Regions from separate parts of the Danio rerio genome. Here region 1 is linked to region 2. A link is a contact called in public Micro-C data. All regions are on one chromosome and are shown on one strand. Each heading gives the region's core, a stretch centred on a gene start, on an enhancer-like site or on the middle of the called end of the contact. The rest is flanking DNA. Distances are from core to core; before and after follow the strand shown. Region 1 holds the start of relch (RAB11 binding and LisH domain, coiled-coil and HEAT repeat containing). Region 2 holds the start of zgc:112332.

What was found. A called contact is a pair of places that touch in the nucleus more often than the background predicts.
Region 1: a contact with region 2 is called in a Micro-C map of caudal fin, with 7 times the contacts expected there. The contact joins the promoter of relch here to the promoter of zgc:112332 in region 2. A contact is called at or near these places in 2 of 18 Hi-C or Micro-C datasets (caudal fin and an unstated tissue) and 1 of 4 datasets of contacts at active chromatin or transcription factors (embryo).

Annotation. Positions count from the first base shown.
Region 1 is chr24:22,547,258-22,554,701 of GRCz12tu, forward strand. relch (RAB11 binding and LisH domain, coiled-coil and HEAT repeat containing) reads right to left here and starts at 5,025. Exons shown (of 29, transcript NM_200844.1): 1 at 4,553-5,025. The coding sequence starts at 5,000.
Region 2 is chr24:22,336,299-22,342,976 of GRCz12tu, forward strand. It overlaps zgc:112332, which reads right to left and starts at 3,254. Exons shown (of 7, transcript NM_001020683.1): 1 at 3,201-3,254; 2 at 1,527-1,642. The coding sequence starts at 3,214. si:dkey-73n8.3 reads right to left here. Exons shown (of 7, transcript NM_001200062.1): 7 at 6,382-6,639. The coding sequence ends at 6,537.

The DNA of each region.
Region 1 (7,444 bases), core at 3,775-6,274, 210 kb after region 2:
TTTATGCGATTTGAATCGGATCTGTTGCCATTGTGTCTGCAGTGTAAGCAGGTAGATCGAATTTTTACCCGTCAATGCGAGTCGCGTGTCATTAAAAATCATAGCGAATGATGTAAAGTCTGACACTTTCATTTCAGAACAGACTTCAGCAGAGTCCCAAACTTAAAATCTCACACACGAGGATCTAAGGCCCGTGCACACGAGACGTTTTTTGCTCATGTTTTCCGTCGATGTTTAACGCCTCGTGACTATATAAAGGGCGTCAATGTGATTGTGCACACAACACGCAAAACGCCAGGCGCAAAAGCGTCATTTAAATAAAAAAAAAAAACGCCTCATGCTCTTTATTTTTATTTGACGCACTGCGTTAAAACCTCCTATCAGATTGCCACTTTAGTTCAAGTGCACAGAGCTGCTGAACTTTGCGCTCAAGCGCAAAACTGTCAATGCAAGCGCACACTGAAGAAGATGCCCAGAGGCGATATGAACGTGAAGCTGCTTATTGCTCTGCTGAACAATAATCATTTCTTCATCGTTAGAGCTGGAGCTGCTGCTTGAACCATCTATGCTTGTTCGAGTCACCAGTAAATGTAACAACAAGCGTGTGAACTTGCTCTCTTCCTATCTTCTGTGTTACAAGCGAGTGTCGGAAGTTTAGTTGTGTAGCGCCATCTAACGTCAAGGAGTGATTTTGCATACTCTTCTGCTTAACGCCAGTGAAAATCGTTTGGGTTTGAATACAGAAAAACGTCTCGTAAAACGCTGACGATAAACGTACACGAAAAGTGTCCCGGTATGTAGGAGCCTTTAGACAGCTTTTATATTTTCATATAGCACATGTATCCAAGCATGTTAGCGAGAGAGCGAAATGTCTGCCACGTAACCAATATGAACTAATATAAAAGTAGTTCATAGATCAAGTGCATAAATAACGCCATGGACATTAAATTAAGATGCCTAAAGGTTTTAAAAAGCCTATATAGCAAAAGAAGTGTGCCAAATGAGAACCTTTCTGTCATAAACTATAGTAAAACAGCTTGTTAAAAGCTGTGAACCGATTACATACAGGAATAGAGAAAAGAGCACTCTTTAATTATCAGCTGTTTGTCGGCGCCCGCCCATTTTTTACCGGGTCATTGCACCTTTGCCGTGTGCTGTGTAAATGCAGACGAACGGATATGAGTTACTTTTAAAAGATGATGTAAGCAGGTCAGCAAAAATAAATAAATAAATAAAACGGATACATTTCACAAAATCGGAATTGACCATCAAGATCTGCAGAGTAAATGCAGCCCATATTTCTGAACTGCTGCAACTAAACAAAGTTAAGCTGACTGTGTGCTAGTTTAAAGTTCTGAGTTTGTACAAAATACGCATGCACACCGGATTAAAGGCTGATTTTAACTATGGCCGAAGCTATTAACTAAGGGCTATTCACATATCCCGTCTTTTGCGCATGCAAGTTTGTTATTTCCAATGGAGGTGCATGGCTTGCGCATGCCTATTGGCAGCGACATGCACGCGAGTGGCACGCCAGCGCTTTCCAGGCACACCTAGATGAAAGAATGCCAGGAGAACACCACGAGTAACGTGATAAGAACTGACCGGTGAGCATCATACTTTGTATAGAATATTCACATTTTACTCCACAGAAAAAAAATACAAAGGGAAAATACCAAATATAGTTGATTGAAATTTCCTTTGAGATTCAGCAGCCTCTTACTACATTTGTTCTCTTTAAAAGGGTAATACTTAGCAAACATGTTCCATAGATTTACATTAGACAAATAGTTTTAATTTATTCTTATTTTAATTTATTTATTTGTTTATTTGTTGTTGTTCTGTCATTTATTTTCAGTGTAAAATTATTACTTGTGTTTAAAAGCCCAAAACTGTTTCACTTATTTTTAGCTCCAATGAGAAATGGACAATTGTTTGTTTTTAATATTATTTTGTGTTTAATTATTTGGTTACTGAGCAGCAATAAATAACACTTTAAAATATACAGTTTCCATGTGATTTACTAAACTAGTAGTGTTTTGAAATTAATGAATGCATAATAATCATTTTAACGGTGAAACCATGATTATTCCTCAGACTATAATCATACAACCAAAATCTATAATCGTTGCATCCCTAAATCTAATGAATCTTTTTTTTTTAAGTGTACTTTGCAGGCATTACTCGTTTTTACTGCTAAATTACTTGCTTTTGTTTTGCATTTTGGGCCTACGGTGGCTCAGAGGGCAACACGATTGCCTCACAGCAAGAAGGTTGCTGGTTTGAGTCCCACATGGGACAGTTGGCGTTTCTGTGTGGAGTTTGCATGTTCTCCCCATGTTTGCGTGGATTTCCTTCAGGTGCTCCATTTTTCCCCACAAGTCCAAAGACATGTGGTATAGGTGAATTGGTTAAGCCAAATTCTTTGTAGCGTATGTTCGTGAATGAGTGTATGGATGTTTTCCAGTGATGAGTTGCGGCTGGAAGGGCATTCACTGTGTAAAACATATGCTGGATAAGTTGGCGTTCATTTTGCAGTGGCGACCCCAGATTAAAAGGGACCAAGAAGAAAAGAAAATCAATGAATGAATGTTTTGCATTTTAAGAAACTGACTGACTCATACGGATTACGTTTAAACATCTTTTTCATCTGATTTTGCACTTGAACAACTAAATAGGTCTAACCATATTCTAATTATAACTATATTTTAATTATAACTGTCTTCTAATTATAAGCTATGCACCACCAATGCATATAAACTTAAGATTTAAGATATTTTAAGATACCGCCACAAAAATAAGAGGCTGTTCACCAGAAAATCTCAAGCTAATTTCTATAATTCCAGATATCCTTAAGAACAATCCATAAAATTTAAGCAGTCATTATTTTTAACTTAATATTATTTGTATGCTATGTTTTCTTTCCATTATACTGCACGCATTGTACTTTTAATGATTTAAGACAACGAGAATTTAAATATTTTAAATCTTTGGGTTACCGGTGTTTTCATGACACAGTACCACTTTATACTTAATTTGTGCAATATTATATTTAAATCTATCCAATCACTTTATGGCTTGCTTTAGGAAAGAACAAAAGCATGCTTAATCATGTTGCATGACAACAGTTGCTAAGGTAGGATTGATCAATAACATCAAGGAGGGCCAAAAAGAGATCACCAACAAAAAAAATGGTCATCATTTACTCAGTTATGTTGTTGCGTAACTATAAGACATACTTTCTTCTGTAGAACATTGAAGACATTTTGAGAACATTTGAGATGCAATGAAAGCCGGTGGTAACAAAACTGCCACAGATATTCCTCAAAACCTCTTTGTGTTAAACAGAAATAATGAAAGTCAGGTTTGGCATGACAATTAAGTAAATGATGACAATTTCCACACCTTCACATTGATTTCTGATGCCAGTTCCAAAGAAGAAAAGGTTTCTTTTAACAAATGATCAATTGTCTTGCAAAGTATTCTCGGATCAATATGGAAAAAAATGTAATTGATCTAAACTGCATAAAATTTTTCCATTGTCACTCCAAACTCCAACTCCAACTGCATGCAATCAAGAAGAACAAATCCAAACATCATGCTTTGAAAGGCAAATAGTAAGAGGCAGACGAGGTCATGTTATCAGATTAGAAACCTCATTCAGGAGCAAAGGTGTGAGAAAGGCAGACCACAGAAAGAATTCCTGATTATGCCAAAGGGCATCAATCCCATCTGTCACTGCACACAGTCAGGTTTTACATACCCCTCAAATGTGCATCTTTTTTTCTCCTCTTTACATCCTGCACCTGCGCAGCTGGGGTCAGTGGGAAGACTTTACATCAATTCACATAACAAAGACACAATCACAATCCAGCCCTTAACAAACACTTCCCATCAAGACAGTGTGCAGCTTCTTCAATGTGCGAGGCTGAAGTATAATAAAACGCAACATAAAATTAATAGGTAGTCTAGGTCTCTAGTTTAAACAGCTGACGTTTTATAGCTGTTTAAAGAGCAAAAGAAAACGTGTGGCTACGTTCCAAAACCTATAGTAAGCTGCCTACCTAGATAGCATTTTAGACCATTAATTTGATCCTGTGATTCATTTTGCTTCTAAAAAATATTTAAACCAGCCTAAAATGGTCTTCCAGTCTGGTCTAGCCATAACATTTTTATTAAATCTGTTATTTTAAAATTGGTGTCATGACTTTGTTTACTTTACACACACAAACTTATGAGGACATACATAACACACACATACATATATGCATTTACTTCAGTTCAACAGCCTAATATATATTCCCCTGAGGCTTCCTGAACCCGGTTTAAAGACATTTGGTGTAGTCAGGTGGTTAATCTCGCTGACTAGCAGACAGGTGTCCAAACCCCGCAGCCAACTGGCAGACAGACTGGGAAACCAACCGGTTTAAGATGTTTAGATGGAGCAGAATAGTTGGTTATGAAGCATATCCATTACCTCATACAAAAAGTCTACACTTCACTTGAACATTGCAATTGGAGATTCATAATAAACATTTTATTATGGACTTACTCAGCGGACCTCCAGGACCGACACCTTGCTCTTTGCACGCGGGTGGGGTTCCGCTCTGTCTCTCGAAGTTGCCTGGATTGGAGAAATAATCCCGCAGGCGCGGCAGCTCGCGTCCGGCTTCAAGGAGCTCGGTGTGCAGCTCCAGGGCCGTGAGGATGTACTGATCCCGGAGCAGCTGCGCGGCGATCGCATCTAGCGACACCCGCGTCTCCGCGCCGATCCCGGACACAGCCGCCGCCGAGGCGGGGATCCCGTCCACACTCGGGCTGGTGCGGTTGCTGGACAGCAGGGCGGCTGGATCGGAGTACGCCGGCGGAGAGAAGGGACCGAGGCTGTGGCCTTGCGCTTCATCACTCGGGCTGCGCTCAGTGTCCGCGCCATCCTGCCTCTGCTCCGCTTCCTCCTCCGAATCACTCACGTTAAACGGGTTGACATTACCCGCCGCCATTTTGCCGTAAGGTGTTCTGCCAGCGACCTGGCTAATGTGTACCTCCGTCTTCCTGGACGGATGTCAAGAGCGCTTTATTGCTCCTAATCAACGGGACTTCGGGAAATATGCTTTGGTTGGTGGGGCCGAATGTCATTTCAACACCCCGCCTCCTTACTGCCGAGAGCAGAGCGGAAATGACGTCATGCGCTCAGGGGTCCGCCAAACAGACGTGCGAAGATCCAATAACAAAGCATGTCAAAACTCTGATATCAAATGCAAATAAGCGCAACGAGCTGAAGTACTAATCTCTGTCAAAACAGCGATATTTGATTTATTCTGCAAGCTCCATAGTAATAAGTTAAGCATTTTTCTGTATATATAAGTAAAGTAATTAGACACAATAAATAGCTGTCTGTTTATATAGCTAAAGACAAATATGACCACATCAACAATAAAAACGATAGAAATATTCATCGCCTAATCGAGGCGGCCTTACTGTCTGATTAATTTGCAGTGCATATGCTTGACATCAATGAATGTTCACGTGGCTGTTTGCAAGCTCATTAGTGCTTATATACAATCAGGCATTTGTTTATGCCATCTGCTGGACTGAACCAAGCATAACATGTTTTCAGTTCTGGCTACGTGACCACATACAGTAGGGTGCATTCATTACAGCACAGTGATGCATGCGATTATAGTATATTATTTTTGCAGTAACTTTGGTACATATATCTGATTAGAATGGGAATTCTCAAAACTGTGGTTTAATTAGTAATTTCATTAATTTTCTTTTTGTCTTAGTCCCTTTATTTATCAGGGGTCGACAACGGAATGAACCACCAACTTTTCCAGCATATGTTTTATGCAGTGGATGCCCTTCCAGCTGCAATCCATCACTGGGAAACATCATTTAGTCCTTTGTGGTGAAATTGAGAAACAGTTTTGAGAATTTCTATTGTAATCTGAGATATGCAAGTACTTGCAAAATCAAGGAGGCTGTACATTTTTATTCATCACATAAACCACATGAAGTGTCACAAAACCATATGTTCTATGTGTCCAGAGAGCATCAATAAAAGTCTTGTCATATGAAAACTGCATCTTTTCTGTTCAGAGTTTTTTTATTTACTGCTTCTTTTATTTTCGGAGAGCATGAATATCAACATCAGCAGAATCAGCATGCACAGTGATATATGATTATAGTATTTTTGCAGGGACTTTGGTACATATCTCAGATTACAATGGAAATTCTCAAAACTGCTTCCATCATTTAGTCCATAGTCTCTGTGCTTGTAATAAACAAAATATAATTAACAGGTAAAGTCAAGGAGGCTATGAATATAAAAATGTGTTATAACATAAACCACAGAAAATTATGTCACAAACCCATAAGTGTCAATTTTTAAACATTTAAATTTTTTGATTATACATAGGAAGGTAATGCATTACAATATTGAATTACTTCCCAAAATAGTAACTAGTTGCTTTCCTAGTTACTTTTTATGGTAAGTAATGCAGTACGTTACTTTTGAGTTACTTTTGTGCTACTTTTTCTGACCTGGCGGAGGCTTTTTTTTAAATAGAGGAGTTCTGCATTTATCGACTCACTGAATAACCTACACCTACATTTACCTTAAAAAAATAAACGAATTATAAAAAAGATTAGAATAATGTTACCTTTGGAGAATTTCCTGATGCTATATATGTTATATATACAGACTAATAAAAGTTGAAAGCAATGTGTTTGGTTTGCCATTTTGGTTTCTGTCTGTTTCTCATTCTCTCACTGAGTGTGATTCAACTTAATTACACTAATTTAAATTAGCAAATATATAATAATAAGTATTTTAAATGTCTATTAATTCATCTAAAAAGTCACTTAAGTTAAATTTTTTGAAAAAGTTACTTAAATGTTATTACTTAAGTTTTTTAAAGTATTAAAATACTTTGATCGTTACTTAGAAAAGTATTATTACGTAACTCATGTTATTTGTAATGTATTTATAATATATATCATTTTACTACATTATTTCCCAATACTGTGTTGCTGCTGTAATGTCATCTGCTGGATAAACCACATGCTGGAATAGTTTGCGTTTCATTGAACTGTGGCAATCTCTGAAATAGAGACTAAGCCGAATGAATGAATGAATGAATGAATGAATGAATGAATGAATGAATGAATTATTTAATTAATTAATCAATAGAGTTTTGAGTTTGGATATATTTAGAGCAGGGCATTCACAAAACATGGAAAATGATTCATGAAACACGAACTTTATTTAATATTATAATGATTTTATGATACAACATCATTAACAACAACAACAAATCATTATTTGGCCCCATTAAAACACTCATTCATCTTTAAATGTTAGTTTTTTTTTTTGTTTTTTTTTTACCGAAGGTCACAATGTAATAAATCAAACGACAAATGCAATGAATTGTTTATTTTGGTT
Region 2 (6,678 bases), core at 2,004-4,503:
TAGTAATAATAGTAATAATAAACAATATTGATTTTAATAATGAATTTTTTGTAAGGGGTGGCTCAGTGGTTAGCACTGTCACCTGACAGCAAGAGTCCTGGCTGGACCAGTTGGCATTTGTGGAGTTTGCATGTACTCCCCTTGTTTGCGTGGGTTTCCTCTGGGTGCTTCTGTTTCCCCCACAGTCTAAAGATATGCGCTATAGGTAAATTGAATAAGCTAAATTATCCATAGTGTATGAGTGTGTTTGTGAATGAGTGTGTATGGATGTTTCCCGGTACTGGGTTGCAGTTGGAAAGGCATCCACTGTGTAAAACATATGCTGGGTAAGTTGGTGGTTCATTTCACTGTGGAGACTATGCTGAGGGAAAATGAATGAATGAATGTTTTGTAAGAGTTTTACATCTCCTTGGCAGATCGTATTGTAATCCTGACGTTTATCAGCTTCCATTCAAGGCTGGTAAAAGCCTCTCGGTCTTTTAAGATGAAATATCTGCTCTTTCTTTTTTTTAAGCTTTTTTAAGCTTCTTAAAACAGTAATAATAAACAACATGGATTTTAATAATGACTGTATTAAAAAAAAAAAAACATAAGTTGGCGATTCATTCTGGTGTGGGGACCCCAGATTAATAAAGGGACTAAGCCAAAAAGGATATGAATGAATGAATGAGAACTAAAAAATACAGAGAAAAGTGAAGGGAAGAGGAAAAGGAAAGAAAATTTAAAAATAAAACTAAATAACGGGGCAATTTGAGGTGTTTCTACTAGGATTCAATCACTGCTCTCTCGTTAAAGTACTCAATAAATGGATTCAATAATACATAGAAATTCTTAGTTTTATTTTTAAGAGGAAGTCTTAGCTTCTGAAATTGCAGGCAAGACATGACATTTTTTATTAATGTGGAGCAATGGTGAGGATCTTTTCATTTCCAACTACGTAAAATCAATCTATGTGCCAAAAGGTTTATAAACCTAATCACCGTATGTTGATTATTAGATAATTCTGCATCATTACTGACACCAAATATAGCTAAAATAGGCCCAGAGTATACTTGTTTTCCCACCACTTCAGATATTAACTCATATTACCTGATTTTAATAATGAATGTTTTATAAGAGTACAGTTTTACATCTCTTTGCCAGATCGTATCATAATCCTCTCTTTTATTTATCAGCATCAAAAATATCTCTCTCTCTCTATTTATCTCTCTCTCTCTCTATCTTCTATAAAATCTGTTTTTGCCTCTTTAAAACAGTAATAATAAACAACATTGATTTTAATAATGAATGTTTTGTAAGAGTACAGTTTTACATCTCTTTGGCAGATCATTGCAATGCTCCTGTTTATTTAACAGCCTCCATTCAAAAGCCTCTCTGTCTTTTAAGATGAAATATCTGCTCTGTTGTTCTTTTATTTATTTATTTTTAGCTTTCATCAGATCATTCACAGGGTTTTCCTTTTGTGGTCAAAAGTGAGCTGAAAAGTCTTGAAAACATACAAAATGATGTTTTTGTTTGTTATTTACCTCTTCTCGCAAGGTCTCTAGCTGTCTCTTTGCCAATGCCTGTATTCGCTCCTGTGATAATGACTGTTTTTTCATCCAGACGTACTGAAGAGCTCCACTGGCCACAGAAGAAATTTCTGGAATTGAGCACAGAGCAAATGTTTTGAGATTTAATTTATTCATGAAGGAAATAAAGTTAGAGAGAATGTCACACAGTTCACTGTAGTGAATATTGTTTTAGTTTTTTATATACACAAAATATAAAATGTACATTTTTAGCGTTTTTGAAGATGCAGTTGAAATAAATCATGGGGCATGTTGTCCCATTATATCTCGGTTCAGTGTACAATTAAAGAATCAGCACAAATATCCTGAAACACAAAAATATAATAAATGTCAAATCATTATCACCAAACTTTTACAAAAAAATTTTTATAACTTTTAATAAAAAAAAAATAGTTTGAACCATTTCTGCATGTACACACTTTGAAGTCTTTAATAAATGCTACCATATAGGGCTGGGCCGATAAACAACATTATATCAAATCATGATACAATTTATGTCATAATGATAAGCTCTAGACTTTTCTATATTGATCCAAGAGGCAATCACACAACAGAAATGTGCAACGATGAGATTCTAAAGTGTGTTGATATTATTTTCGGCCACCAAAAAAAAAAAAATCGGCCAAAAATATGATATGCCATTTAGTAGACCATCTAATTATTGTGGCTTCTGTCATTGTTAGGGTCGATATTGAAATATAAATCGTTATCGTTCTATTTGGAAAATAATTATTAAGATTGCATTGTTGCCATATTGCCCGGCCATACCACCATGCATTTCCATTGCAATTGCTCTGGAATAGTTGTATTTAAGTCAAATCAGACTTTATGAAGTAATCACAACTGAATCTTTTTCATAAGGATTTTCTTGTGGTACAATAAGTATTAAACAGTTCATCAAATCAGTTAAACTATTATAAAACATCAGACCATTGATTGAATTTAACAATGAATTTAATTTAGGAGAGTTTTTAATGAACTGAATAATTTCTGTATATACACAAACTTTAAAATCAATCTACTAAAAATGTATTATTATTGCTCAGACATTAAGATGCATTTTTCTGTTGTTTTGCCACAGCATCTTTTGCCATTAAATTGCATATTAAAGGCTTTTCCCAGAAATATCGGTGAAACAAAACAATTAACTAAACAGAAAGATAAATACTTGTGATGCAGACTGCAATCTCCAATACAATGTATTATCTACATCGAAAAAAATTTATAGTGTAAATAATTAATATAGTAATTCATGATTTTTGTACACTTTAAATTGAATTCATATGTATTTTGTAGCTAGTTGTTTTTAAAACAAATTCCACCTCACAGTAACTGGATAAATGACTAATCTTAATTTAAAACAGTTAATGTAAATGGGACACCTTGAAAACTTATTTGACAATTCTCCATGTGACAATTGCCCAATTCTGCATGTTAAAATTATATGAACCAGTTTTATCAAACTTGTATAGACATAGCCTAATAAAGCCTAAATGCATTTAGATAATGATATAGGCTATCCTGCTGTTCTGTTGTATATCGAAAAACAAAAAAAAAAAAAACTAATACTCTAATGAACAGCGAACGATTCATATACTTTGGAAAAGAAAAGTTCTGATTCTTGCTTACCTTATGGAGTGCATGGTTTCAGTGTTGTGTGTTGTCCTCAGCAGACAGTAGTGCTGCGCGCTCCAGCGTCCGCTGTGATTTATGAATGGGTTATTATTACTATGCGGTCTGGACTGATGCTCCGCCTGTCCACAGCTCTGTCGTCGTCTGGCCAAAGAAGCGCGTCCCACAATTCTGTATTTGTAAACGTGCTACGCGTTCATGCATAAATGTGCTCGCTCGGATGGCCTGGACTGGACCTCCAAATGAAGCTGTGTTAAATTCAGCCTCTTTTGCAAAGTTGGACATTCCGTCACACATCCGCAGAACAAACTAAACAAAAACGTCATTGACTTACAGATGAGCCAAACTGTAGAAATGCAGTGGGTTTGTGTGTCCACTAGATGTCCCCGTTTATTGTTTCTCTCACAGACGTTCACCTTAGTAAAGGTAGCCTAAATTCAATTTTCGCGCTTTATTTGGAGATGCTATTTTGTTATTTTCAGCTCAATCTAGCCTGCACAACACATTTAGCACAACTGTGTTTCACCTCCAACACTTTTTGGTCACTCATCAACTCTTTTCCCGCCTCTTCACCGGTGTGTACCAACTAACTACAGTTTAACATACTAGCATACTGCGGTTGTCGGGAAAAAAAATGTATACTTTGTGCTTCGATAATTGATATTTTGATGCGACCGTGCTTTACAAAACCAGCCTTACTCTAGGCGTTGCAGTGGTGAAGTTTTTCATAGTAAAAAATACGTTGTAGTATGGCCAAAATGATTGATTTTATTTCAAATAATAATAATATAAACAATAGTCATTTATTCTTTTTTTTTTTGTGGTCAGGGGTCACCACAGCGGAATAAACCGCCAACTTATCCAGCATATGTTTTACCCAGAGGATGCCCTTCGAGCCTCAATCCATCACTGGGAAACATCCATACACTCTCATTCACACACACACACACACACACTACTGACAATAGCTTACCCTATTCACCTATAGCAGGGGTAACCAATCTCTTTCCTGGAGGTCCAGTGCTCTGCAGGGTTTAGCTCCAACTTGCCTCAGTAACTGCAGAGCATATGCATGCTAATAATAACTAAAAAAATATGTGGTATGGACACTACTATAGTTGTCATTGATATGACTGTATTTCATTGTCAAATGACAAAAAACATAGCCCTCTATTATTACATACTTCATCATTACAGTTTCAAAAACTGCACAGAAGAAACATTCAAACTTGAGGATATTATTCCTGTGAAATCCTTTAGGAAATTTCCAAATAAACCATGGGTTACAAAATCACTTAAGACTCTAGTTTAGTTTAAAGTTTTATTGTCCGTTCTGCTTGACACAGAAAGGAAATTTGTCTTCAACATTGGATTTAAGACAACAATTACAAACATACAACAACCACACAACTCTGTCAAAACATAGTAGGGCCTTTAAAGAGGGAGATATTGTTGAGTTTCATTAACTAAAAAAAGAAGTTAAGTGGAAAATTAAAAAGGCTAAAGCAGTATATAAGGGAAAACTTGAAGAAAAATTGAAAATGGGAAATGTGGGTTCTGCCTGGGATGGCATACATTTAATTACATGACAGGATAGTAAGAAAACAAATAAAATTTGTTTAAATGAATTCACGTCAGACACAGGTTTTTCACAAAATTGTAATAATTTTTATTCAAGATTTGATAGTCATGATTTTAAACAAGAAATAGAGAGGGTGAAAACTGAATGAAGAGTAGACAAATAGTACAATTTCATATTTTTTTGATGTAAAGGACGTGATTATAAGTTTTAAACAGAGTTAAATAGTGATGGCACCAGGACCGGATAAGATAGGAGCTAGATTGCTTAAGGAATGTGCTGAGCAGTTGGGACCCATATTTTATGAAATTTTTGTTTTATCTTTTCAACAACAAAAAGTACCTGCACTGTGGAAGCAGTCTATAGTTATTCCTGTGCCAAAAAAACAGAAGCCACAGAAAATAGAGGACTTTAGACCTGTGGCACTTACATCTTTAGTAATAAAAAGTTTTGAAAAGATAGTTTAGAGGGAAAAAATGCAAGAGTCACAGTGTTCTAGATCTCTTTCAGTTTGCGTATAGGCCTAAGAAAGGGGTTGAGGATGCAGTAGGGACTCTGCTGCACTTAGTAAGTCTAAAACATTGGCCAAGTTACTTTTTACTGACTTTTTGTCTGCATTCAATACCATTCAGCCACATATTATGGTTGAGAAACTTATTAATGAATTTGAATTGGATCGAATGCTTTTAGGTTGGATTTGAGACTTTCTTGTACAGAGGACAGAGGGTTAAGGTAAATAATTGTTTCTCTAAATGGTCAGTGTCAAAAGGTTGTGTCCTTTCTCCTATATTATTTATTTTGTACACAAATAGCTGTAGGAGTATTTTTAGCAGTTATATTTTAAAATTTGCGGACAATTCTGTAATTGTTAGTTTGTTAAGTGAGGAAGACTCCACGCATGGTCCTGTAATTGATTATTTTTCCAGCTGGTGTCAGGAGGCTTTCTTACAAATGAATGTTCTTAAGACTAAAGAAATGACTATTGGTTTTAATCGTAAGAGGAGACTGATTAAGGGTAAGCAAATTAGTATTAATGGAGTGGGTGTTGAGAATGTTGATCAGTATAGGTATTTGGGAACTGTTTTAGATAATAAATTGTCCTTTTGTGTTAATACTAATATGTTGTGTTACGACTATACTGTTTACAGAAATTAAGATCTTTTAATATAGACAAATCACTCATGTGCATGTTTTGAAGTTCATACATTCAGTCACTGTTATCTTTTTCTTTGCTATGCTGGTTCAATTCTCTAAGTATGAAAAATAAGTTGTCTGGAGAGAATTGTAAACCTAGGAGGAAAAATAACAGGGAGAAAACAGATGACCATGGCTCAGTTAGACAATAGACAAGTTTTGAGTAAAGCTCAGAGTAGATGATTCCCATCCTATGCACCACGAGTTTTATCTTCTCCCTTCTGGTATTCGATACAGAACTCCTATTAGTAAAACAAATCGGTTTAAACTTTCATTCATTCCCTCAGCTGTAAAGTTTTTAAATTTAGGGTAGAATTAGTATTGTATAATGTACTTTTGTGTATTATGTGTGACATGGTTGTATGCTGCAACCAAATTGCCTTCGGGAAATGAATAAAGACTGACTGACTGACCAATAACAGTCCAGAAATGATTCTAAATTAGCATAAGACAGGAATACAGATAGAGCTCAGCTGGGGCTGCTGCTGAAACTGAGTAATTATACATCTTACAAAGGGCATTAGCATGAAATAAGGCTGCTGTGCAGTGCCAGTAGGAGCTCATCTCCAGCGAATGCCCAGCAGGTGGCAGCTGACAGCCCACAGTTTGCTGGCGGAGTTGTCGTCCTTAGCAGCCCTTGAGCACGAGGCCACCGCACAGTTACTGTGAGAGATCATGAGAGGAACTACTTTATTAAACCTC